Linked DNA regions of Sus scrofa: regions 1, 2, 3 and 5 are each linked to region 4. A link is a contact called in public HiChIP or PLAC-seq and promoter capture Hi-C data. All regions are on one chromosome and are shown on one strand. The core of a region is the stretch at or near the end of the contact, and the rest is flanking DNA. Distances in the headings are between cores, read along the strand shown. Region 1 holds the start of DNAJC12 (dnaJ homolog subfamily C member 12). Region 2 holds the start of SIRT1 (sirtuin 1). Region 3 holds the start of DDX50 (ATP-dependent RNA helicase DDX50). Region 4 holds the start of RUFY2 (RUN and FYVE domain-containing protein 2). Region 5 holds the start of CCAR1 (cell division cycle and apoptosis regulator protein 1).

Evidence for each region. Promoter capture Hi-C pulls out the DNA fragments that hold promoters and counts their contacts. HiChIP or PLAC-seq counts read pairs in DNA pulled down with a chosen protein or histone mark.
Region 1: an H3K27ac HiChIP or PLAC-seq map of skeletal muscle shows a contact between it and region 4, with 4 times the contacts expected there. The contact joins the promoter of DNAJC12 here to the promoter of RUFY2 in region 4. A contact is called at or near these places in 1 of 5 promoter capture datasets (fetal liver) and 1 of 2 datasets of contacts at active chromatin or transcription factors (skeletal muscle).
Region 2: a promoter capture Hi-C map of fetal liver shows a contact between it and region 4, with 3 times the contacts expected there. The contact joins the promoter of SIRT1 here to the promoter of RUFY2 in region 4. A contact is called at or near these places in 1 of 5 promoter capture datasets (fetal liver) and 1 of 47 Hi-C or Micro-C datasets (heart right ventricle).
Region 3: a contact with region 4 is called in a promoter capture Hi-C map of liver, with 2.1 times the contacts expected there. The contact joins the promoter of DDX50 here to the promoter of RUFY2 in region 4. A contact is called at or near these places in 2 of 5 promoter capture datasets (fetal liver and liver) and 1 of 2 datasets of contacts at active chromatin or transcription factors (alveolar macrophages).
Region 5: an H3K27ac HiChIP or PLAC-seq map of alveolar macrophages shows a contact between it and region 4. The contact joins the promoter of CCAR1 here to the promoter of RUFY2 in region 4. A contact is called at or near these places in 1 of 5 promoter capture datasets (fetal skeletal muscle), 1 of 47 Hi-C or Micro-C datasets (embryonic fibroblasts) and 1 of 2 datasets of contacts at active chromatin or transcription factors (alveolar macrophages).

What each region holds. Positions count from the first base shown.
Region 1 is chr14:71,048,796-71,053,637 of Sscrofa11.1, reverse strand. DNAJC12 (dnaJ homolog subfamily C member 12) reads left to right here and starts at 3,241. Exons shown (of 6, transcript XM_021072941.1): 1 at 3,241-3,749. It also overlaps the pseudogene LOC100152383.
Region 2 is chr14:71,089,133-71,093,484 of Sscrofa11.1, reverse strand. It overlaps SIRT1 (sirtuin 1), which reads right to left and starts at 2,318. Exons shown (of 9, transcript NM_001145750.2): 1 at 1,892-2,318. The coding sequence starts at 2,303.
Region 3 is chr14:71,986,709-71,990,973 of Sscrofa11.1, reverse strand. DDX50 (ATP-dependent RNA helicase DDX50) reads right to left here and starts at 1,837. Exons shown (of 16, transcript XM_005657388.3): 1 at 1,240-1,837. The coding sequence starts at 1,329.
Region 4 is chr14:71,546,470-71,551,078 of Sscrofa11.1, reverse strand. RUFY2 (RUN and FYVE domain-containing protein 2) reads left to right here and starts at 3,342. Exons shown (of 19, transcript XM_021073521.1): 1 at 3,342-3,958. The coding sequence starts at 3,877. It overlaps DNA2 (DNA replication ATP-dependent helicase/nuclease DNA2), which reads left to right. Exons shown (of 21, transcript XM_021072448.1): 21 at 1-672.
Region 5 is chr14:71,824,456-71,828,951 of Sscrofa11.1, reverse strand. CCAR1 (cell division cycle and apoptosis regulator protein 1) reads right to left here and starts at 1,443. Exons shown (of 25, transcript XM_021072498.1): 1 at 1,318-1,443; 2 at 1-5.

The DNA.
Region 1 (4,842 bases), core at 1,992-4,491, 500 kb after region 4:
TACAATTAAAACATGAGGAAAACGCTCCAGTGTGGTTGTCTTACGACCGAATGGCTTAACTATCCAGGCCCTGGTCACCATCTTTTCTGTGCCTTTGCTCAGGCCAATACGGCCCCATCTTCTCTCCATGTGGACAAGCTACATCTTCCACCCCTTTTGGTTAGCTCACTCCTACTACATTAGCTTTCCCAATAATTCACTTTGCCTCCTCAACTCATACCTTGGCACTTCCTGACCAGGACAAAAACAGCTGACATTTAGGGGGCTGTCACTGGGTACCAGATACCACGTTAATTAATATTACCTTGTTAAGTCCTCAAATCAACCCTGTTAGGTGGTACTGTTATCACATCATTTATGCAGATGGAAAAGGTTAATCTGAGGCATTGGGCTATAAAGTAGGATCAGGGCTGGTAAGAGGGAGCTTGGAGTTGAAACTCTGACTCTAGACCAAATGCATTTAACCACTAATTGATACGTGAATATAGTTATTTATTTGGATAGATATTGAATATATAATCAGTGTAGATCATGGGTCATACACTCAGATGGTACAGGACCAGAATGTGAGTATGGAGAACTTGATATAATAGCTTTTATTTTCTCAAAGGAATATGTCCTCTCTTGTTCTTCTTGAAACATAGGGTCTTCTTGCTCCATTTTTTTGCTGTTACACATTTGATAAAAATAGGGATCAAAAACATTTCACTTACGGAGTTCCCGTCGTGGCGCAGTGGTTAACGAATCCAACTAGGAACCATGAGGTTGTGGGTTCGATCCCTGCCCTTGCTCAGTGGGTTAATGATCCGGCGTTGCCGTGAGCTGTGGTGTAGGCTGCAGACGCGGCTCGTATCCAGCGTTGCTGTGGCTCTGGCATAGACTGGTGGCTACAGCTCCAATTCGACCCCTGGCCTGGGAACCTCCATATGCCACAGGAGCGGCCCAAGAAATAGCAAAAAGACAAAAAAAAAAATTCATTTTCCTTTTAAATTTATCATAAAAATATAAATGATAATGCCTGGCAACTGACACTTGGCTTCCATATTAGAGAGCAACTGTGAGTTAAGAGCCTGACAAATGCAATAGCACAGGCCCCATCTAAAGGGGCATATTCTCAGCTCAGCTCCAGACAGATGTCGCTATTGGGAATGGTAAGTGAATCCCAAGTCATCAGATATTCCAATTTCTCAAGAGGAGGTAGAAGCCTAGAATTTTATGCAACATCTCCCAATTTTAAAATGCTGGCAATGAGTTCACAACCTTTTAGGAACATGGCTTGGTAGGACTGATTTGATTGGTGGGTCACAAGTTCAATCTTGTCTCTTTAACTGCAGTGCAAGCTCCTTGTGAGGAACAGCTAAAACATTTCTATCTCTCACAGCACTAGGCATAAACCGAGCACTCAAAGATTTTTGCACAGCCACGAAGTTGCTCATGAGTATTATTCTAGATTTAGACTTCGATTCCTTTTGGCAAACGTTTATCTGGCAAGGTAAATGTTTTACAGAATCATATGTATCAGAGTTCCCATTGTGGATCAGTGAAAACAATCTGACTAGTATCCATGAGGATGCAGGTTCGATCCCTGCCCTTGCTCAATGGGTTAAGGATCTGACATTGGCATGAGCTGTGGTGTAGGTCACAGATGTGGCTGGGATCTGGCGTTGCTGTGGCTGTGGTGTAGGCCAGTGGCTACAGCTCCGATCGGGCCCGTAGCCTGGGAACCCCCATATGCCGAGGGTGCGGCCCTAAAAAGACAAAGAAAGAAAAAAAAGATTATATGTATCTGCGAATTTACCACTTGAATCAAATGGATTATCTGAATTTACTAAAGAGGATGAATGGGGTCTAGGATAGGGAAAGCATTCATTAAAAGTTTCTTGATTTTATTCTATTCATATTTCCTGAGTATCAGATTAATATCCTTGGTCTATGTCATACCTTGATGCACACTGTAATCACTGGGAGAAGCTTAAAAAAAAAAAAAAAAAAACAAACCCACCCTTCCCCCTCAGAGACTCCATTTTAATTAATCTACAGGAGGGTCCTGGTACTGCTGTGTGTGTTTATGTACATACATATAATCACCAAGTGATTTTTTTTTTTTTTTAACCACACCAGCAGCACACAGAAGCTCCTGGGCCAGGAACTGAACCCAAGCCACAGCAGTGACAACACCAGATCCTCAATCTGCTGAGCCACAAGAGAACTCTTCACCAAATGATTTTTGTTGTTGTTGTTGTTGATGCTTTTTAGGGCGCATCTGTGGCATATGGAGGTTTCCAGGCTAGGGGTCAAATCAGAGCTGTAGCTGCCAGCCTATGCCACAGCCACAGCAATGTGGGATCTGAGCCATGTATGCGACCTACACCACAGCTCATGGAAACACTAGATCCTTAACCCACTGAGTGGGGCCAGGGATCAAACCCGCAACCTCCTGGTTACTAGTTGGATTCGTTTCTGCTGTGCCACAACGGGAACTCCACCAAGCAATTTTAGTGTAGAGCCAGACTAGAAGATCTCTGGTCTAGATCCCAGAACTAGGAGGTTCTGGGAATCAGGACTCAATAGGATCAGAGAATCTGATTTTACTGCCAGAATTTATGAATTATTGGGCCCATGTCATGCCCTTAAGTCACTATTTTCCTAAAACTACCATCATATCTGATCTGACTACTATGTTACCACTATACTTACTCCACTGCAATTCTCTTTGAGAAGAGAGGAAAAAAGCTGAAATGTCAGGGAGGTATTTAAGTGTTTGTTTCCCAAATATAATCAAGTGATTGTTTGAGGAATTTAGTTCAGTTTAAAAGAAATCTGTTATAGTAACAGCCCAAACTATTATCTGTGACCTCTTCCTTACTAACAAGTGGCATATTAACTACTTTTCTATGATCATTAAAAATGAATTTTTTTTTTTTTTTTGCTTTTTTATTAGGGCCGTACACGTGGCATATGGAAATATCCCAGGCTGTGGGTTAAATCAGTGCCACGGCTGATGGCCTACACCACAGCCACAACAATGCAGGATCCAAGCTACATCTGCAACCTACACCACAGCTAACAGCAACACCAAATCCTTAACCCACTGAGGGAGGTCATGGATCAAGCCAGCAACCTCATGGTTCTTAGTCGAATTGGTTTCCGCTGAGACATGAGGGGAACTCCAAAAACTAATACACTTTTTTAGAGTTTTAAGTTCACAGCCAAATTGAGCATAGAGTACTCATACCCCTATCACCCATCCATATCCCCACACATTAACAAGGGGATTATTAGCATGCCATTGCACTTGATTAAAACTTCAAAGCAATGTTTTAATAGCCTTTAACAAATCATTTACATAGTCTACTTATGTCCGACCTAACAGACTTAAAAAATCTTGTTCTTGTCTCAGAATGCTGTTTTCAAAAAAAAAGAGAGAAAGAAAGAAAGAAAGGAGTTCCCGCTGTGGCGCACGTTGAGAGGTAGGACCTAAATCGGAATCAGGGCCTTTTTATCGGAGCGCTGTCCAAGCGCTGCTGTCCAAGATCCCAGTCTGTGCGGGGAGCTGGCGCCTGTGTTGCAGGCAAGGAAAAGGTGCCAATTTTGTTTTGCATGACAGAACTTAGTGCCAGACTGGAAAGAAAAAAGAGAAGCAGAAGAGCCGCGCGGAGCCCACTTATGGGCTGCCTAATTTCTGTGCTCGCTCCGAGCTTCTGGGGCTTGTAAACTCTTACCTTCCAGATTTCTCCTTTACTTTTGAGGTAAGTTGTATTTTTTTTTTTTTTTTTTTCATCCCGCTTTAAAGCCTAGGACATTTGACATTAAAAAAAAAAAAAAAAAAAGCACTTCCGGAGGCATGTTTCCGGAGGCCAGAAGTAGGTGGGCTGTACCCTGTGGCTCCTTTCAAGCTTTTTCCGCCGGTGCCTTGTGGGAGTTGTAGTCCTGGGCATGGCCTCTGGTCTTTCTGGTCCCATTGGTCCTGAGTTGCACCTCTGACTCGCTGTGTTTTGAGGTGCAAAGAACTTTAACTACATTGAAAAGTTCAATGTGATTTCTATGGTGTGTATATATATAAAAATATATAATATATACATTATAATATATATATTATATATATATATTTTGTCTTTTGTCTTTTGAGGGCTGCACCCGCATCATATGGAGGTCCCCAGGCTAGGAGTCTAATCGGAGCTGTTGCTGCTGGCCTATGCCAGAGCCACAGCAATGTGGGATCCAAGTCTAGTCTGCGACCTACACCACAGCTCACAGCGCCAATGCAGGATCCTTAACCCACTGAATGAGGCCAGGGATCTAACCGGCAACCTCATGGTTCCTAGTCGGATTCGTTTCCACTGTGCCCTGACGGGAACTCCAATTTCTATGGTATATTTTGTACTATGTATTTTTTACAGTTTTTCTCAACCAGCATGTGTTAAACAAATTATACTTGCTCTTTTAAAATGCATACCGGGAATTCTCCCTGTGGCTCAGCAGAGACAAACCCAACTAGCATCCAAGAGGATGAGGGTTGAATCCCTGGCCTCACTTAGTGGGTTAAAGAATCCGATGTTGCGGGGAGTGGCGGTGTATGTCACACACGCAAGAAATATATGTGTGTATATATATATATATATATATTTATATTTCTTTTTAAAAAAATTATTTATTGTCTTTTCTAGGGCCTCACTTGTGGCATATGGAGGTTCCCAAGCTAGGGGTCTAATCAGAGCTGTAGCTGCCGCCTGTGCCACAGCCACGTGGGATCGGAGCCACGTCTGCAACCTACACCCCAGCTCAGGGCAACTGCCAGATCCTTAACTCACTAAGCGAGGCCAGGGATCAAACCCTCAACCT
Region 2 (4,352 bases), core at 1,069-3,568, 460 kb after region 4:
GCACAGTTGGTTAAGAACCCAACTAATATCCATGAGCAGGTCGATCCCTGTCCTCCTCTGAGGGTTAAGGATCCAGAGTTGCAGTGAACTGTGGTGCAGGTCAAAGATGCAGCTCAGATCTGGCATTAGTGTGGCATCGGCTGGCAGCTGCAGCTCAGATTCGACCCCTGGCCTCGGAACTTCCATATGCTGCAAGTGCAGCCCTAAAAAATAAAATAAATAAATAAAATGTATGAAGAACTGTAATGATTATGATGTAAGAATTTCCAATGAATAAAGCACTTGGGAGTTACTACTGTGGGGCAATGGGTTAAGCCTGTACCTGCCTGGGTTGCTACTGAGATGCAGGTTGGATCCCTGTCCCAGTGCAGTGGGTTAAAGAATCCCATTCCGCTGCCTTAGTATAGGTCTCAGCTGTGGCTTGGATTCAGTCCCTAGCCTAGGAGCTCCCATAGGCCCAGGTTCGGTCATAAAATTTTTAAATAAACAAAGCACTTAACATTCACACTGAGTGTGTAAAGAATGCCTACTGAATCAGCTTGCATCATTCCCAGGAACAGTATATCCTCATCTTTAGGGATCCTGCCCAGAATCTAAGTTAGAGTTCATCAAAATTGAGCAAGAAATTAAGTCTACTTAAAAATACAAAAAGTAATAAATAACCTAGTTAATTGGAATTTGTCGATCACAAATAATAGAATTCAGGAGTTCCCGCTGTGGTGGAGTGGGTTAAGATCTCAAGTTGTCGCTGCAGTGGGGAGTGTTGGATCCCTGGCCCAGGAACTTCGACATGCTGCAGGTGCAGCCAAAAAACTCCAAAAAACTTATTCAAAGGTGGTGCAAATATAACTACGGCAACTTGCATATATGTACATGTAAAAATACATTTATAATACATAATACTAAACATACACTAAGATATTTGCACTATTCATTCCCACTATTAAACTGTTCCTTGAAAACAGGGGTCGTTTTTCCACTCCAGTCCCTAATGCACACGTCGTAAGCTTTACACAGGTCAAATGGCCCAGATTGTATTTACCAATAAAAGATTAATAAAAACACGTCTATCCAGCTAGAAAACATGACACACTCAAAGATGACGAGACATATACAACCATCATATACTGTATCTGCTTTAGTAGGTCAGAAAAGCGTCAACTCGTATTTCGGGGCTACATACACACACACAGACACTTAATCTAAAAACCACTATAAGAATATGATTTAGAGAAAAAACACTATTCACACAAAGTATTCTAAAACCTATTTCTCTCCTATGCCCTCTATTAACTGCACCAAAGTGATGCCTGTAGAAACAGCTATGCTCTTCAAATTTTGCAGGTTGTGACTTTAGAAACAGCTTTACTCTTTTAAATTTCAAAACAAGTTTATAAATAAAGGCCCTCAAAAACAACAACAAATTGCACAGGTGTCAGTTTGCAAAGTCAACTGCAAATGGTTGTTATCAGGGACAGTCAAAAGTTGCAGGTTTAACTGTGCGGGGCGAGGGGAGAAAGGGCGGAGAAGCAAAAAACACTTAACAAAAGCAATATGCTAAAAGAGTAGGAGGAAAGAGAAACTTATTTTAAAATCCACTGCGAGGCTCGCCAGCCCCGCGGCTGCGCAAAGCGCAAGGCCGCCGGGGCGGGCCTGGGACTGAGGGGAGGAGGGCGGGGAGAGGGCGAGGGAGGGATAGAGTCGACGGGCCGCTCCTGCAGCCAGGCCTGCAGCCGCGGAGGCGCGCAGCTGAGGGCCCTGGTTGGGAGGGGGACGCTACAAAGCCAGCCACGAGCCCCCAGCCTGCCCGAGACTCCCCCACCCCACATCAGGAGGGGCCCCGAGAGGAGGCGGGGGGATGCGCAGTCCCGGCCGCCCGCGCCCTGCGCACCTCGGTACCCAATAGCCGCCGCTGCCGCCGCCTCTTCCTCCTCCTCGCCCTCGTCGTCGTCGTCGTCGTCGTAGAAGTCGTCGGCCGGGGGCGCCTCCCGGGATAGGCCCTGTAAGCCCGGCCCATTGTTTCCTTCTCCTGCCGCCGCAGCCGCCTGGGCCTCCCGCTCCCCGCCCGCAGCGGTCTCCCGCCACAGCACCGCCGCCGCCGGGCAGCCGCCCGCCGCCGCCGGCAGCTCACGCTCCAAGGCCGCCCCACCAGGCTCGCCCGGGCTCCGCCCGACGCCCGGGCCGTCTCTCCGCGGTTTCTTGCGGAGCGGCTCCCCGGCGGGGGGCGACGGGGCCTCCCTCTCAGCCGCCACCGCCGAGGGGGAGCCGCCGGGCTGAAGGGCGAGCGCCGCCTCGTCCGCCATCTTTCAACTGCCTCTCTGGCCCTCCTCCCTCACCTCCTCTGCTCCCGCTCGACTCGCGGCACTGGCGCCCCCGCGGCTCCGGCTGCGGGAGATTTAAACCCCGTCACGTGACCCGCCCCTCCTCGCCCCCGCCCACCCGCAGCTCCCGCCACCCACGCGGGCCGGACCACAACACGGCGGGTCACGTGGCAAGCGGAGGCGGTGGGGGCCAGGAGCAAACGCTGCAGGGTGCTGTGGCCCCACCCCTCCGCTGCAGGCGCTTCTCTCAGCCAAACTTCTCTTTCAAGCTGTCCTCAAATCACTGCTGCCCGGTTAGCTCAAGTTTTGGTTTGCACTGCGAATTTCCACTTCTGCCTAAAGTGCACACCTTGCTCTCCTCACTTAGTCTTTTCTGGACTTAACGTTAAGGCTTAAAACTTAGTTCCTGAAAGGCGATAGGGAATGAAGCTGGCCAAATAAGCTAGGTGATGGGTCTGTTTTGTTAACCTGTATGAGTAGAGGCAAAAGGACACACACCTCACTCTTCACCCTCCTCAAACCGTTCTGGCGGGTACTCTTCAGCTCCTATTTTCTGCTTGCTTCTCTCCTTAGCCGGTTTATTTTTCTCCCTCTCTCCATTACTCAGAGGGTGATATACATTGTTAGACCATTAAAAGCATGTATCTGCCCTAGAAAGAGGTTTGACGGTGGGGGGCCGGGTAGGGATCAGCCTGTTCGATTTCAGGCCCCAACTTAGCTCCAAATGTGTGTGATTTATCTTTTCTGGGCTTCAAAATGAGTATATTGGGCCAAGTGGGGCCTCATGAGGAGAGCTGAACTGAGCATGACTTGGCCCTTATAAACATCGGTTTGGTTTCGAACTTGAGGTCTTTCTGATTGACCTTGAGCCATTTATTTAGCCTTTCTACACCCACTGTCCTAATCTCTGCAATGGTAGAGTTGTGCTGAGAATTAAGGTAGCGGGTTCTCTTGTGGCACAGTCTTGGGATCTAGCGTTGTTACTGCAGCGGCTTGGGTCAATCCCTGGCCCCAGAACTTCCACATGCAGCAGGTCAGGCTGGGAAAAAAAAATAGTTACATAAGATTGCTGGATATAAAGTGAGGGCTAAATAGAGCTAAAATATTAGTCCTGCCCTACTTGAAGGCCTTCTACTTTCCACTTTTCCTGACATTCCAGAACTCTTGTGACTTCATAGCCTACCTTAACTAAGGATGTGTTATAGTATGGCCAAGTTTGGTAGGCATCTGCCTCTGCAGCATGGCGTTTCTAGCCACTGAAGGGACCTCTCTGAATTTACAATAAATCAGCCCTTAAGCTTAAAGTGGGTCCTGCCTCTACCATGCCAATTACTTGTTTGAACTTAAGAAAGCAATCTAAGATGTTTCCTCCTTTAAAAAAAAAAGTTATAATTTCGAAAATGTATCTCCAATGTCCCATCTAAACCCAAATCTCTTTGTACCTCAAATTAAACTGAGACTCTCCCCTTACAAGTGGTTGCGTGGTTTCTGAAAGTGAGGCTGTCTTTCCTCCTAGAGGCCTTGAAATCATGATTGAGGTGTTCCTTCAGATTGATGCTCTCTAATCAATCAGTGACCAAATCCTGCTGTCCTTTCTTCCCTCCTATACACTTTCCAATTCCTAAGTACACAGGTATCTCGCCCTTCCTGGATGACATACTTAGCCCTGTTTTCTCCCCACTTTATCTATCTTACAAAATACTTCATAAATTGATTCTCAACTATGTGGGTAGGATATAATAAATAAAATGTTGAGGAGTTCACACTGTGACTCAGTGGTAAGGAACCCAACTAGTAACCAGGAGGATGTGTTCTATCCCTGGCCTCCCTCAGTGGGTTAGGGATCTGGCATTGCCATAAGCTGTTGTATAGGTCAAAGAAGAGGCTTGGATCTAGCATTACTGTGGCTGTGCTATAGGCCAGCAGCTTCAGCTCCAATTTGACCCTTAGCCTGGGAACTTCCATATGCCACAGGTGCAGTCCTAAAAAGACATAAATAAATAAATACAACATTGAGAGTATCTTATACAA
Region 3 (4,265 bases), core at 588-3,087, 440 kb before region 4:
GATAGCACTGGAAAAAGAATCCAAGGGGGAATGAGATTACTGTGTGTACAGTGGCGTGGTTTTAATAGGCATAAACTAAACCTTGATAGAGGGATAGGATTTGGATGCTAAAAGAAGACCAAGTATTTTAGAAGCAAAATTAAAATAACTGCTTGGTGATTTCACTTACATGACTTATCTAGAGCAGTCAGATTCAGAGACAGAAAGAATGGTAGATGCCAGGAGAGGGGGCAATGAGGAGCTGGTGTTTAACACACCCAGAGTTTGGGAGGATGAAGAAAATTCTGGAGATGAATGAAGATAATGGCTACAGAACAGTGTGAATGTGTTTAATGCTACAAAACTGTATATTTTAAAATGGTAAATTTTATGGTGTGTGTATTTTACCACAATAGAAAATACTAACTCCTTGGCTAGAATGGCAAGTTTACCTTGGTAATAAGGTCAGAAGAGTAGGTTCTCTGCTCTCTGGAACTATACAGCCATTCTTTTGTCAAATGTCAGCTTTCGAATTGCTTCTTTACCTTCTAAAGCTGTTTCCTTTTCTCTAGATTTCTTTCTTTCTTTTGAGGGGTGGAGCGGGAAGTCTCTACAACTCTTCTAACAGGCTCCTTGAGGGCAGGGACCACCGAGATGCCCAGCAAAGAGTCTAGCATAAATTAGGCTCAATAAATATTTGTGAATTGAATGAAAATACTATCAGAAAAGGCTATTAATAATACAACCCACACGATCTCCATCACAGCCAAATCCTGGCAACGTTGGCTGTGACACTTTTCTTCACTACTCCACTGACCCGTTATCAAGGTTTGTAAACCTAAGATCGCTTTCCCCAAGATTCTCGCATACAGGACAGGATGACGGAGAAGGAACACTTATTCAAAGCAATCATTTTTTCTTAATCATCTTCTAGACGGCCAACGAGAACCAAATGACAGGCCTCGCTGCTTAAGGAAGGAGAGGAAAGAAATAACAGATTCCACGATGAGAACTTGAGTCTGCCCATCTCGTAGGCGCCGATGAGAACGACTGGAGGACCACGGGAGGCCGGGCCGAAGCCCTTCTCCAGGTTAGGGGTGTGGCGGTGGGAATGGTCCCGGAGCGACCTCAGAGGTACGAGGGCAGCGCGAAGAGAGGCCCTCGGATGCTCCGACCGGGTTGTGACAGGCCATCGGGGAGACTCCCCTCCCCGCCCAAGCCGGCGCAGCCCAAAAGGAGGCGCGGCCCATCTCAGCGCACCTTTTGCCTCTCCTTCCTTTGGCTCTCGGTCTCCTCCAAGGGTGCTTCCAGCTCCATAATGTCCCCCCAGAGAAGTTTCCCAGGCATCATTCGCCGCAGTCGCCTCCTCCTGGGCACGGTGGCCACAACCACCTACAGGCAGCGACAGCGTGAAAGGAAGAGGGGGCAGGGCGGCCGACCGGCCAGAGCCTTGCGTCACTTCCGGGACACGCACCGACCGGCGGGGGAAAATAATCCCGGATACTCTCGTTTTAAACGCTTCCCTTGCGACACAGTCTCCCAGCCAGTGAAAGCGAGCCTTCTCGATTGGTCCACCCTTGTTCTGAAGTGATTGGCTTCTAGAGTAAAACCCTGACCAATCTCTATAAAAGATGCGCAAACTGTTTAGTATAAAAAGTTCAGGTTTTCCCCCCTTCCCCTCCCCCACTCCTAATAGCTCTTCTCGGCTAAGTGGAGATGCTTCCGGGCTTCCCAGCATGCAATGCTGGGGCCGGAGAGCCCCTCGAGTGCAGCAGAGAGGGGCTCACGCCTTCCGCGGGTTGGCGGGAGAACCGATGAGGCGCGCCACGCTCGGCCTTGCCTCCCGCCGCCGGAAGCTGCAGGCATCAGCCCCACCCATTGCGGGGTGAGGCGTTAACGTCTAACGGCTTCGCGCGAGACTAGCGTCCCGGCGTTGGTGGGAAGGGGCGTCTTGGGGTCTGGAGTGGGCTAGGTGCGCTTGGGGTGAAGGCTAGGCCGTGTCAACCTTCTCTCAAGTCTTAAGTTTTAGTAAGGAAGTTGGCCCTTGCTTACTGTAGATCCTTTCCACCCTCCCCATTTGCCATTAGAGGAAACTAATCCCCTAAGAGGGATTTACTTGTCTGTAGTCTCAGAGTTGGTGGCACAGTCGAGTAGGAAATCAGTCTTTTCTCTGCCACACCAGCCTGCAAGCTTTAAGGTTCCCAAAGCTGCTCCCATGAACATAGAATAATAAGTAGAAAAAAAACCTAAAGAAATTTAGAGAAAACAAGCCTGAATGTCACTGACAAATTGTTTATTTGCAGCGAATAAAAGGATTTTACTTACGGGGATAACTGCTCCTAAATTACAACTTTGAACAAAACTAGAAACCTTTTGATACTACAAGGGGCAAACTCCTTAGCATATACCTTTTTTTTTTAACATCATTGGTGCTGGATGGTTGGCTCCCTTTTCTGAGCTGTTTCTTTTTATCTCTTCATGATCTCTTCAACCAAGCTACTCTTTGAGTGAAAAGCAAGAAGTCAAATTGAGACGTAGGTGCAGGGGTATTTCACAAACCCCTTGACAGTATCCAGCACACCAGCCTTGTAACCTGAACATCAAATTTACCTCTTAGCAAAATTTCAGATTGCTACATGTCATGGAGTTTGGGAATTAGTCCTGAATAGCTGAAAGCACAAAGGTTAAGCTTGTAATTGCTACAGGCCTGCATAATTATGGATTGGCCTGAAGTCAAAGGTGATATGTCTATCTAAATGTTACCTTATGGATTCAGTACTATCAACAAATTGAGTATCAGTCAATGATAGTGAAAAATGCATCTCTCTCCCTAGATTATGAGACTAGCTAGGCATCTCTAGATCTGTGCTTTTTTAAAACATTTTTGTCCCACTCTCTCACACCCACTACCAATTCTATCACTGTGAAGTCTTTGTAGCCCTGCAACAGGCTGTGATGTACATAGAAAACACAGGAGTAGATGTGGCTAAGAATGTCACATGTATAAAATTGGGATAATAATAGAAATAAATGTTAGTATGTTGTTGAAAAGCACAGATGAAGTATATTTTAGCCTCTCAAGACTATTTTTAGCATTCGTTTTTATGTCAGAGGTCATACAGCATATCTGAAAAATGGACAAGACTGTACAAAACCCTACCTTCCTAAGCACCAAATTCATTGACTCAAAACTCTGGTTGCTGTCTATGTTAGGCAGGGCAATTGTATGTAAATTAAACTGAGTCATAAGTAACTTGACGAAACTGTAGCTTAGCTAAAATAGGGGTACCGCTAAATACATGTTCTCAATGGGTATAAACTTGAAAACTTTGGAATGGAGATGAGGAAATGAATAACTGTTTTTTTCACATTTGGTCCCTCTTTAAGTCTCAAGAGATTGATACTGATGATGAAATATACTGGGAGGAACATGAAGGTGTACCATAAATTATTAAAACGTACAAGTAACTAAAAATCTGCTCTTATTAGAAAAATCTTTGTTTTCTAAATATCTTGCCAGAATCACTGATACAATTTCTTTCTCAGTTTGTTAGGGTGCCTCATCTTTTGCTCTGTTGCAACGTCCTATAAAGATTTCCCTTGCCTCTGGTTTTAGATCATTAAACTCTATGACCTTAAAATATAGAAACAAGATGTCTATAAACTTGCCTCTCTCTGGTCATTCTCAAACCTAGAGGGCTAAATTTAATTTTTATTCCATAGTTAGAAAGTAAAAGGTAAAAAGAAACATTTTGAATCTGCATATCTATCTTACTTAACAAGAGGAATTGAGCCATCATTTTAAAATGTTATGACATGGAAATAATTTGAGATAGCTATAAATTGATTGAGAGATATTGGAGGTAGAGAGTGAGTGCTGAGACTACTAAGTAAGGAGAATATGAAAGAGGGACCAAGAAGGATATTTCTTCTATTGCTAGCCACATGACCTTGGCCAACTAAACTTTAAAACCCATTTTTTTGTTAGTAAAGTGGGGCAAAAATTCCTTCCCTGTTGGTAGCTGAGAGAAATATGGGGGATCCCCTGATATAACAGTACTAAAGAGACGATATACAGAGGTGCGTATATTCCTACCTTTAGCTCCAGGTTTTGACTGTGGAGACAGCTTTGAACTCATTTAGTGTGTGTATATTTACGTATGTATCTAGCTCCTAATTTAAATTATTTGGGAAAGCTTTTTAAATGTTTAACCTTTGGAAGGAGGTCTGTTTCTTTAATTACTAATTACTTTGTAGGTCCTTTGAATAACAGTGGATGAAAGGAA
Region 4 (4,609 bases), core at 2,093-4,592:
AATTGATGGCAAGTTAAAAAGGTGTATCCCTATTTTCACCTATTCGTATTCATATTCCCGTTTGTTTAGGGGCATTACTCAGTTTCCCCTTTAGTATAAAGATGTTTTGTAAAACAGAATTACCTTGGTGTGCTTGATTACTTATATGGTGACCAATTTTAACCTTAGTGTATCCACCTTTGAGGGGAGGGACTCTCATTTCTCTCAGGGTGTTTTTTTTTTTTTTGACTGTTAAGTATGTTAAAAATTGTTGCCTCTACCTCACATGTTTTTAAAAATTATTACTTGAAGTTTTTATTAAATAAATTGTTTTCTTATTGCTAAATCTTACTGTGTGAATTATTAATACTAAATAATAATTAGGTTCAGTATTGTCCATCATTTTTTCCAGTATTGACAGTGCTCTAAAGCTGAAATGGGAGTGTTGACTTTGTAAAGAGATTTAAGGACACGCAGGATTGAGTTGATCATGGAGAGACTGAATTAGACAGGAATAAACAGAAAGTTTGCTGAGATCGGGCTTAAATATTGGTTAGATATTATGAAGTTATATAACAGGAAGGGATCAAAGATAGTTAAGAAAATTCTTTGGGTTTAATCAGTGGTCGCTTTAAAGAGTTGCATGGGGAGTTCCCGTTGTGGCTCAGTGGTAACGAACCCAACTAGTAACCATGAAGACGTGGGTTAAATCCCTGGCCGTGCTCATATGGAAGTTCATCACATGGAAGTTCCCAGGCTCTGGGGTGAATTAGAGCTATAGCTGCCAGCCTACACCACAGAAGGAAAGTGCCTTTAATCAGAATGCCAGCAATCTGAGGAGATGGTGGACCCAGTGTCCCCCCAAAAACCACCTCCAAGGATTCTGATTGGCCATGAAAGCTTGTAAGAGGAAACAGAAGTTATCTCAGTTAATCTTGAGTTATTGAGATACAGGGTCAGAGTCATTGCCATTCCCCACTGCCAGCAGGCTCCTTGACTTGTGATCTTCCTCCAGAAGTTATCTTGTTTACACAATTTAGTCACAGAGTTTGTTCTGGAGATTACTGAAGGGGAAGCTATGGAAGAGAACTGCTCATCTGCTACTTTTCATCTTGACTTCTTTGATCTACGGAAAGAGCCCACAAATTAGGCAAGGTCTTGTATGATTTGAAAGCTGTGCTTGTGCAGGAAATGAGTAGAGTATGGGAGTGCTTGGTTAAAAGTTAGAGTATAGCTTTGCTAAAGTGACAAGAGGAGTTCCCGTTGTGGCTCAGCGGTAACGAACCCAATTGGGATCCATCAGGACTGAGGTTTCGATCCCTGGCCTTGCTCATTGGGTTAAGGATCTGGTGTTGCTGTGAGCTGTGGTGTAGGTCACAGACACGGCTTGGATCCCGAGTTGCTGTGGCTGTGGTGTAGGCCGGCAGCTAGAGCTAGGGATTCCACCCCTAGCTTGGGAACCTTGATATGCCACAGATGTGGCCCTTAAAAAAAAAAGGGACAAGAGAAGGGGCTTCCTGCTGAAGGTGGTTTACTGCAAAGAGCTGCTTACAAATCCCCTCTTGTCAGAACATCATTCCATTTCTATGGGTTTCGGGGAGGAGGTCTATCTTCTGTAAGTTCATGCTGACATAGGACACTCTATTCTGAGTGGAAAATATCAACATGGATCTGTAGCATCTCTTTGCTGACACTTGTAACTGCCTGTTTATATACACAGGCAGAACAAGCTACAATTATTTTGATGCCCACAAAGATATAGATTATAATGAGTAACAGCATTAATCCCATTCTCTTGAGACCAGTTCTTGAAATGATACTAACCATAGATTTTGTACTGCTCCAGCTGGAGCAGCTAATGCCATAGCTACAGACTGGTCATCATGCGGTTGCTTTTTTTCCTCTTGCAGCAGTTACAGTATCTGTAAAAGAACTCAGGAAATGTGCATCAGTACTGTGTCTGTGACTCTATTGTCCTAATCATTTACTGCTTGGTTCCATATATACAACCTGGAAACACCCCAACCTGGAAACTCCTTATGGACATGAATCATGTTGAACAAAAGAAACACTTTACAGTGTTTGTAATGTTATTCCACTTGTGAAAAATTTATAAACTGGCAAAATAAACTACATTGATTAGGGGCATGTATTTACCATGGTAGTTACATGCAAAAAAAGCAAAGAAAGGATTCTCATAAAAGAATCATATTTACTTCTAGGGGGATTATACCTGGAGGCTTTTCCTCGGGGAGGCTAACTCTCCTGTCCTCTTCTTGCTTAATGTGGTAGTGTTTACCCAGCTGTTTACTTTATGAGTCTTTAAATGTATATATGCTTCATACATTTTTATCCATGAATGATTATCTCACAGTAAAGAAAATTTGGGGAGTTCTTGTTGTGGCTCACTGGGTTAAGGGTCTGACATTATCTAAGGATGAGGTTCATCCCTGGCCTTGCTCAGTGGGTTAAGGATCTGGTGTTGCCACAAACTGCCACTTGTACCCCTCCTTGCTGTCACTGTGGCTGTGCCTGTGGCTTAGGACTGAAGCTGCAGTGCCATTCCACCCCTGGCCTGGGAACTTTGATGTGCCACAGGGCGGGGGGGGGGGGGGGCGCATAAAAAGAAAAAAAAATCAAAACCAAAAGAAGTAAAGAAGCATAACAGGAGTTCCCGTCGTGGCGCAGTGGTTAATGAATCCGACTAGGAACCATGAGGTTGCGGGTTCGGTCCCTGCCCTCCCTCAGTGGGTTAACGATCCGGCGTTGCCGTGAGCTGTGGTGTAGGTTGCAGACGCGGCTCGGATCCTGCGTTGCTGTGGCTCTGGTGTAGGCTGGTGGCCGCAGCTCCGATTCGACCCCTAGCCTGGGAACCTCCATATGCCGCGGGAGCGGCCCAAGAAATAGCAAAAAGACAAAAAAAAAAAAAAAAAAAAAAAAAAAAATCCATAAAAAAAAAGAAGCATAACAGAACTTTATACTGGCCAAAATGATCGAGAGATAAACATCGCTTTATATCCACGAAATATCCCTCTATTTCTAAATCGGCTACTGTTTTTAACAAGTACTGATCTAACTAGATAATGGCCAAAATGATCAAGAGATAAACATCGCTCTATATCCACGAAATATTCCTCTATTTCTAAATCGGCTACTGTTTTTAACAAGTACTGATCTAACTAGATAATAGCTCGCTTTCCCAAAACTGATAAAACTTAAACCTACTGTCATAAGACCATGAGAGTTTTTCCCCTCCCTGAAATGAGAAAACCCTGGTTTGCTGGCTTTATCTCAGGAACTCTTTCCCTTGATCAATGAGATCGGTCCTCACTGCCTTTTATAAACCAGTGGATTTACTGGTTTAAACGTCGTGATTTGGGCGTTCGAATTGTTTTAGCAGATTTCTGCATAATGTTAATTGCTTCAGATTTTCTAAATTCTTCTGGTCTCCTACGAATTTGCGAGGAAAGGGAAGCATTTAGGTGTGTTAGATCAAAGCTAGGCGGACCCTGCGGATGAAAACGTTTGCACGAGGCTCGCATTCCCTCGGAAACACAGCCCTAGCGCTCGGGTGAGGCAGGTGGTCCCACCAAGGTCCGCCCTCCCGCTTCTCCACTCGAGGTTTTCCTCATGCCCTTTTTGCTTCTCCTTTGGGTCGGGCTGGATGTATAGAGTCTCCGCGAAGGCGGATTTCTCTGCTGTCGGCTGCAGGCGCCGCGGCCCCCACCCAACCCCGCCGCCGCGGGACCGCCGGGCGTCCTCCAGCCGCCGGGAGCGCTGTGGGCCTCAGTGGGCCTGGTCGCAAACGCCCTGGCGGCCGCCGAGCGCTTGAAGGGAGCTGCTGGCGGGGCCCAGGGCGTCTCCGCCCGAGACCGCGCCACCGCTGCAGTCGCCACCATGGGTAAGAGGAGCAGGCCGAGAGCGGACGTCGGGCCCTCTGTGCTGGGCCAAGACCGCGGCTGGGCAGGGAGGACTGGTGGTGGGTGGGCTTCTAGGCCTCGGGGTCGGAACTGGGGCCGGAACCTGGGCCTGGTGCTGGGCGGGGGCAGCCGGGTGCTCGGGGGCGCCGGGGGTCGCCATGGCAACGCGCGGTTATCCAGTGTTCCCTCCTGCTCCCGCCCGCGTTTGGGGGCCTAATGGCAGAGGGTTGGTGGTCCGACGGCTTACCGGGAGCGAGGGCAGGGCCGGCGAGGGTGCGGCTCCCAGGTCGAGGGAACAGTCGGGGACGGACGATGACTTTTCAGGGTTGGGGGTGGCAGAGGGAGGCGTCTCAGGTTGGGGCCTGGGTTCCCGACGCCGCGGGCGGGAGAGGGGCAACGATGCCGCGCAGGACTTCGGGTGAGCCCTTCGCGCGGGTCCCGGGGGCGCCCCGAACCTTTTGGGCAGCCCTGTGGGCGGAGAGGAGGGGAGGCAGGGAAGGGGCTCTAGGCCCGGGCAAGATGCAGGAATTTGAGGGCTGCGACCCAGCTAGACGCATCCACGAGTCCTGGCGGGGCCCGCCTGGGTGTAAACGCTCTTTGGCATGGAAGCTGCGGCGTCCAGCTCCGACCTACCCCAGAGCAGCTGGAGATGCGCCCTTTGTCTGGTTGTCGCTTCACACATTGAAGATTGTGATGGGCGCTGTTAAGAA
Region 5 (4,496 bases), core at 194-2,693, 280 kb before region 4:
GCGATCTATTAAGAAAGGAGCCACACAGTTCAAAGTTCAACCAAACTATAAATACAACAAAAGCATTAAGGAAACGTTTAAATTTTCAAGGACATCTTCCTAGACCAAATATAAATAGCAAGAGGCATATGAAACGTCCGATACGCAGTAAAAACATTTTACATCAAGAAGTTGACCAAAAGCATCTGATAGATGACATGAGGAGCTAACTTACAAGAAAGGCACTTCCTTCGGCGACTACAAACTGTCACATTTAAACAGAAGATCATCTGCTGCTATCTACCCAATTCTTAGCAATAAGAAGTAACACCGCTTTACGCAAGGAAATACAGCCTGCATGTGTCTTTTGGCCAAGAGCTGGGGACTGAAAGTGGCAAAACCAATAACGGAAATTGGGACGGAGACACAGAACAAAGGTATTCAAGAATATCATTTAAATAACGGACGTCTCCTTACTTTCAAGACTAGGGAAGGGTCTGGGGGCCCCTTTACCCTCCCTTCCCTCGATGGGAAAGACAGTTGAAATAACGGACGCCTCCTTAAAGCACTAAAACGAAGACCCCTCCCCCTCCCATCAAGCCAGAAGTGGCGAAGATCCCAGGCCGCGCCCCCATCCCCCCCTCCGCCTCCGAGAGGCCGGGGCACTGCTATCCATCTTTCTCCAGCGCTAGCTCCTCACGGGCCGCAGACCAGTGGAGGCGGAATCCTCCGTCCCGCGAGACGAAGCAAAACGCCAACAGGGGAATAGCGAGAGCTCTGAGCCCCTTAACATCCCCCGAGGAAAGGAGACGCGGAAAAGGCCTCCATCCCACAAATCCGTGCTACCACGAGCGGCCCCTGCGCCCCGGACCTGAAGCCGGGAGGCTAAAGCCGCAGCAGCTTGGGAACGAGAGACTGCAGTCAGCAGCCCCTTCAAGCCCTCCATGCCAAGGCTGAGGCTCGCCGGGGGCACCTGAGGGGCCACCGGAAAAAAGCGAGGCAGTGGGGGAGGGGCCGGCCGCGCGGGGCCTGCTCCGACCCGCACAAAAGGGACCGTGTCCCCTCCCGTCCCAGTCCCACGAGAGCCCCACCGTCGCTGGCCTATGGACGCCGTGCTACCAAAGCCGTCGCGCTCGGCCCTTCCGCGGATCCGCTAGGGCTTTAAAACCCCAGTTGGGCCGCCCGCCGCTCCAGTCGCGACGACCAGAGCTTCACCTGAATCCAGTCCCGGATAAGACCGAAGCCATTTCAAACCCGTCAGTTTTGGGCGCATGCGCCAACTTCCCCGTCTTCCTCCACGCCTCTCCCCCACCCAACTCGCCGAGGAGCGGCACTTACGGGCGTACGTTCTACGTGCGCGTTCCCCAGCTCGACTTCAATACGCTCACGGCTTTCGCTACGCCGGTAGAATTAGAGCGCGCCTAAGAAGGGTTACCTTGGCTTCGCGTAACAATGAGCCTGTGTCCCTGCGCAGGCTCAAAGGAAAAGGCTTTGCGAGTGGGAAGAACCGCCAGTCACGTGATCCGATGACCCTGTCGCCATTTTGTGTTTTTTTGTCTTTTTTAAAAAAATAATTCAAGATCTTTGAAAAATGCATATAAGCCTGACATCCTAACTTTTTAAAAAAACTGAGATGAAATTGATTTCACATATAATTCACTCGTTTAAGTGTTTTATATTGTATAGTTCAATGTCTTTTAGCAGAGTCATAACATTATGCACCCTCCACCTTAAAAGAAACCCCTACCCACGAAGCAGTCACTCCTTAATCCCTTCTCGCTGCAGCCCTAGGCAACCACTAATCGGATTTATCTCTATGGATTTGCCTATCTTAGACTTTTCATATTAATAGAATCATACTGACATATGGCCTTGTGTATCTAGCTTTTATAACTTACGATATTATGTCCAAGTTTCATGTTGTAGCACGCATCAGTACTTCGCTCCATTGTATGGGTAATACCACAATTTGTCCATTTGTCATTTGTTCATTTGGGTTGGTTCCACCTTGGGGCTGTTGTGAATAATGTTGCTATGAAGGGTCACATTTTGTTTGTACACCTGTTTTCAATTATCTAGGATTTATGCCTAGGAGTGGATTCTGGGTTACATGGTAATGTTCTACGTAACCTTCTGAGGAATTGCCAACCTGTTTTTTTAGTGACTAAACCAGTTTATATTCCCACAAGTAGCAAAATTAAGTGTCCATTCCATGAATATGGAATATCTTTCCATTTATTTAGGTCTTCTTTAATTTCCTTCAGCATGTATTGCAGATTTTGGAATTCCATTCTTTTTTTTTTTTTTTTCTCTTTTTTTCCCTCTTTTTAGGGCTGCACCAGAGGCATATGGAAGTTCCCAGGCTAGGGGTCAAATTTGACCTATATTTGACAGCCTATGGCACAGCCACAGCAATAGGGGATCCAAACCGAGTCTGCAACCTACACCACAGCTCAATGCAATGCTGGATAATTAACCCACTGAGTGAGGCCACGGATCAAACCTGAATCCTCATGGATCATAGTCAGGTTTGATACTGCTGAGCAAGGATGGGAATTCCCTGAGTTCAACTCTTGCATCTCCTTAAGTACATTTAATTCCTCAACTGTTTGTTTTTGTTTGTATTGTTTGCTGTTTTTTTTTTGTTTTTTTTTTAAGGGCCGCAGCCACAGCATATGGAAGTTCCCTAGCGAGGGGTCAAATCACAGCTGCAGCTACCAGCCTACTCTACAGTCACAGCAATGCACGATCCAAGCCATATCCAGGACCTACACCAGCTCATGACAACACTGGATTCTCAAACTACTGAGCAAGGCCAGAGATCTGAACCTACATCATCGTTGGATTCGTTTATGCTGCACCACAATGGGAAATCCTTGTTTTGTTCTTGGATGTTACTGTAAATGAAACTTTTTTTGGGGGGTCTTTTTGTCCTTTTAGGGCCACACCTGTGGCATATGGAAGTTCCCAGGCTAGGGGTCTAGTCAGAGCTGTTGCTGCCAGCCTACGCCAGAGCCACAGCAACCCAGATCCAAGCCGCGTCTGCAACCTACACCACAACTCACGGCAATACCAGATCCTTAACCCACTGAGCGAGGCCAGGGATAGAACATGAAACCTCATGGTCCTAGTAGGATTCGTTTCTACTGTGCCACAACGAGAACTCCCCAAGTTCATTTTTTGTTTTGGGTATGTTTTGTTTTGTTTTGTTTCCTGGCTGCACTCACAGCCTATGGAAGTTCCTAAGCCAGTGAGTGAACTTTCACCACAGCAGTAACCTGAGCCTCCACAGTCATAACACTAGATCATTAACCCACTGTACCAGAAGAGAACACCTTTACTTCACTTTTTGGATTGCTTATAGTTTATAAAAATGAAACTGAGGAGATCCCATTGTGGCACAGTGGAAACAAACCCAATTAGTATCCATGGGTGTTCCATTCCTGACCTTGTTCAGTGGGTTAAAGATCCTGCATTACCATGGGCTGTGGTGTAGTTCGAAGAGGCAGCTCGGATCCCCTGTTGCTATGACTGTGGCATAGACCTGCAGCTGCAGCTCTGATTGGACCCTTAGCCTGGGAAATTCCATATGCCATGAGAAAAAGAAAAAAAAAAGAATGCAATTGACTTTAGTATGTTGAACTTGTATTTTGCAACTTTGTTTAATTTATTAGTGGTGTGTGTGTGTATTCTTCAGGATTTTATATATATATATAAGATCATGTTATGTGTAAATTGAAATAATTTTACTTCTTCCGTTCCAATTTGAATGCTTTTTATTCCTTTTTTTTTCTTTCTTTCTTTTTTTTTTTTTGTCTTTTTAGGGCCGCACCTGCAGTATATGGAGGTTCCTGGATTAGGGGTCAAATCAGCTATAGCCGCTGACCTACACAACAGCCACAGCAAGGCCAGATCTGAGCCCTGTCTCTGAACTACACCAAAGCTCAGAGCAACGCCGGGTCCTTAATCAGATGATTAAGGCCAGGGATCGAACTTTCAACCTCATGAATGATAGTCAGATTCATTTCAGCTGAGCCATGATGGGAACTTCACTATTCAGGTTCTTAACTCACTGAGCCACATGGGAACTCTCAGATATGGGCCTTTTATTTTATTTTTCATTTATTTATTTTTTTGGCTGCATTTGTGACATGAGGAAGTTCCCAGGCCAGGGTTCAAACCCATGCCACAGCAGTAACACCACCAGATCCTTAACCCACCAGGCTATTAGGGACTCTGAGACTTTGGCCTTTTAAAAGCCTTTCCTGGAGTTCCCGTTGTGGCTCAGTTTAACAAACCTGACTAGCATCCCCGAGGACACAGGTTCGATCCCAGGCCTTGTTCAGTGGGTTAAGGATCCAGCGTGGCTGTGAGCTCTGGTGTAAGTCGCTGACTCTGCTTGGATCCTGCATTGCTGTGGCCGTGGCATAGGCTGGCAACTACAGTGCTCAACCCCTAGCCTGGGAACTTCCATATGCCACAGGTGCAGTCCCCCAAAAAAAAAAAAAAGCCATTCC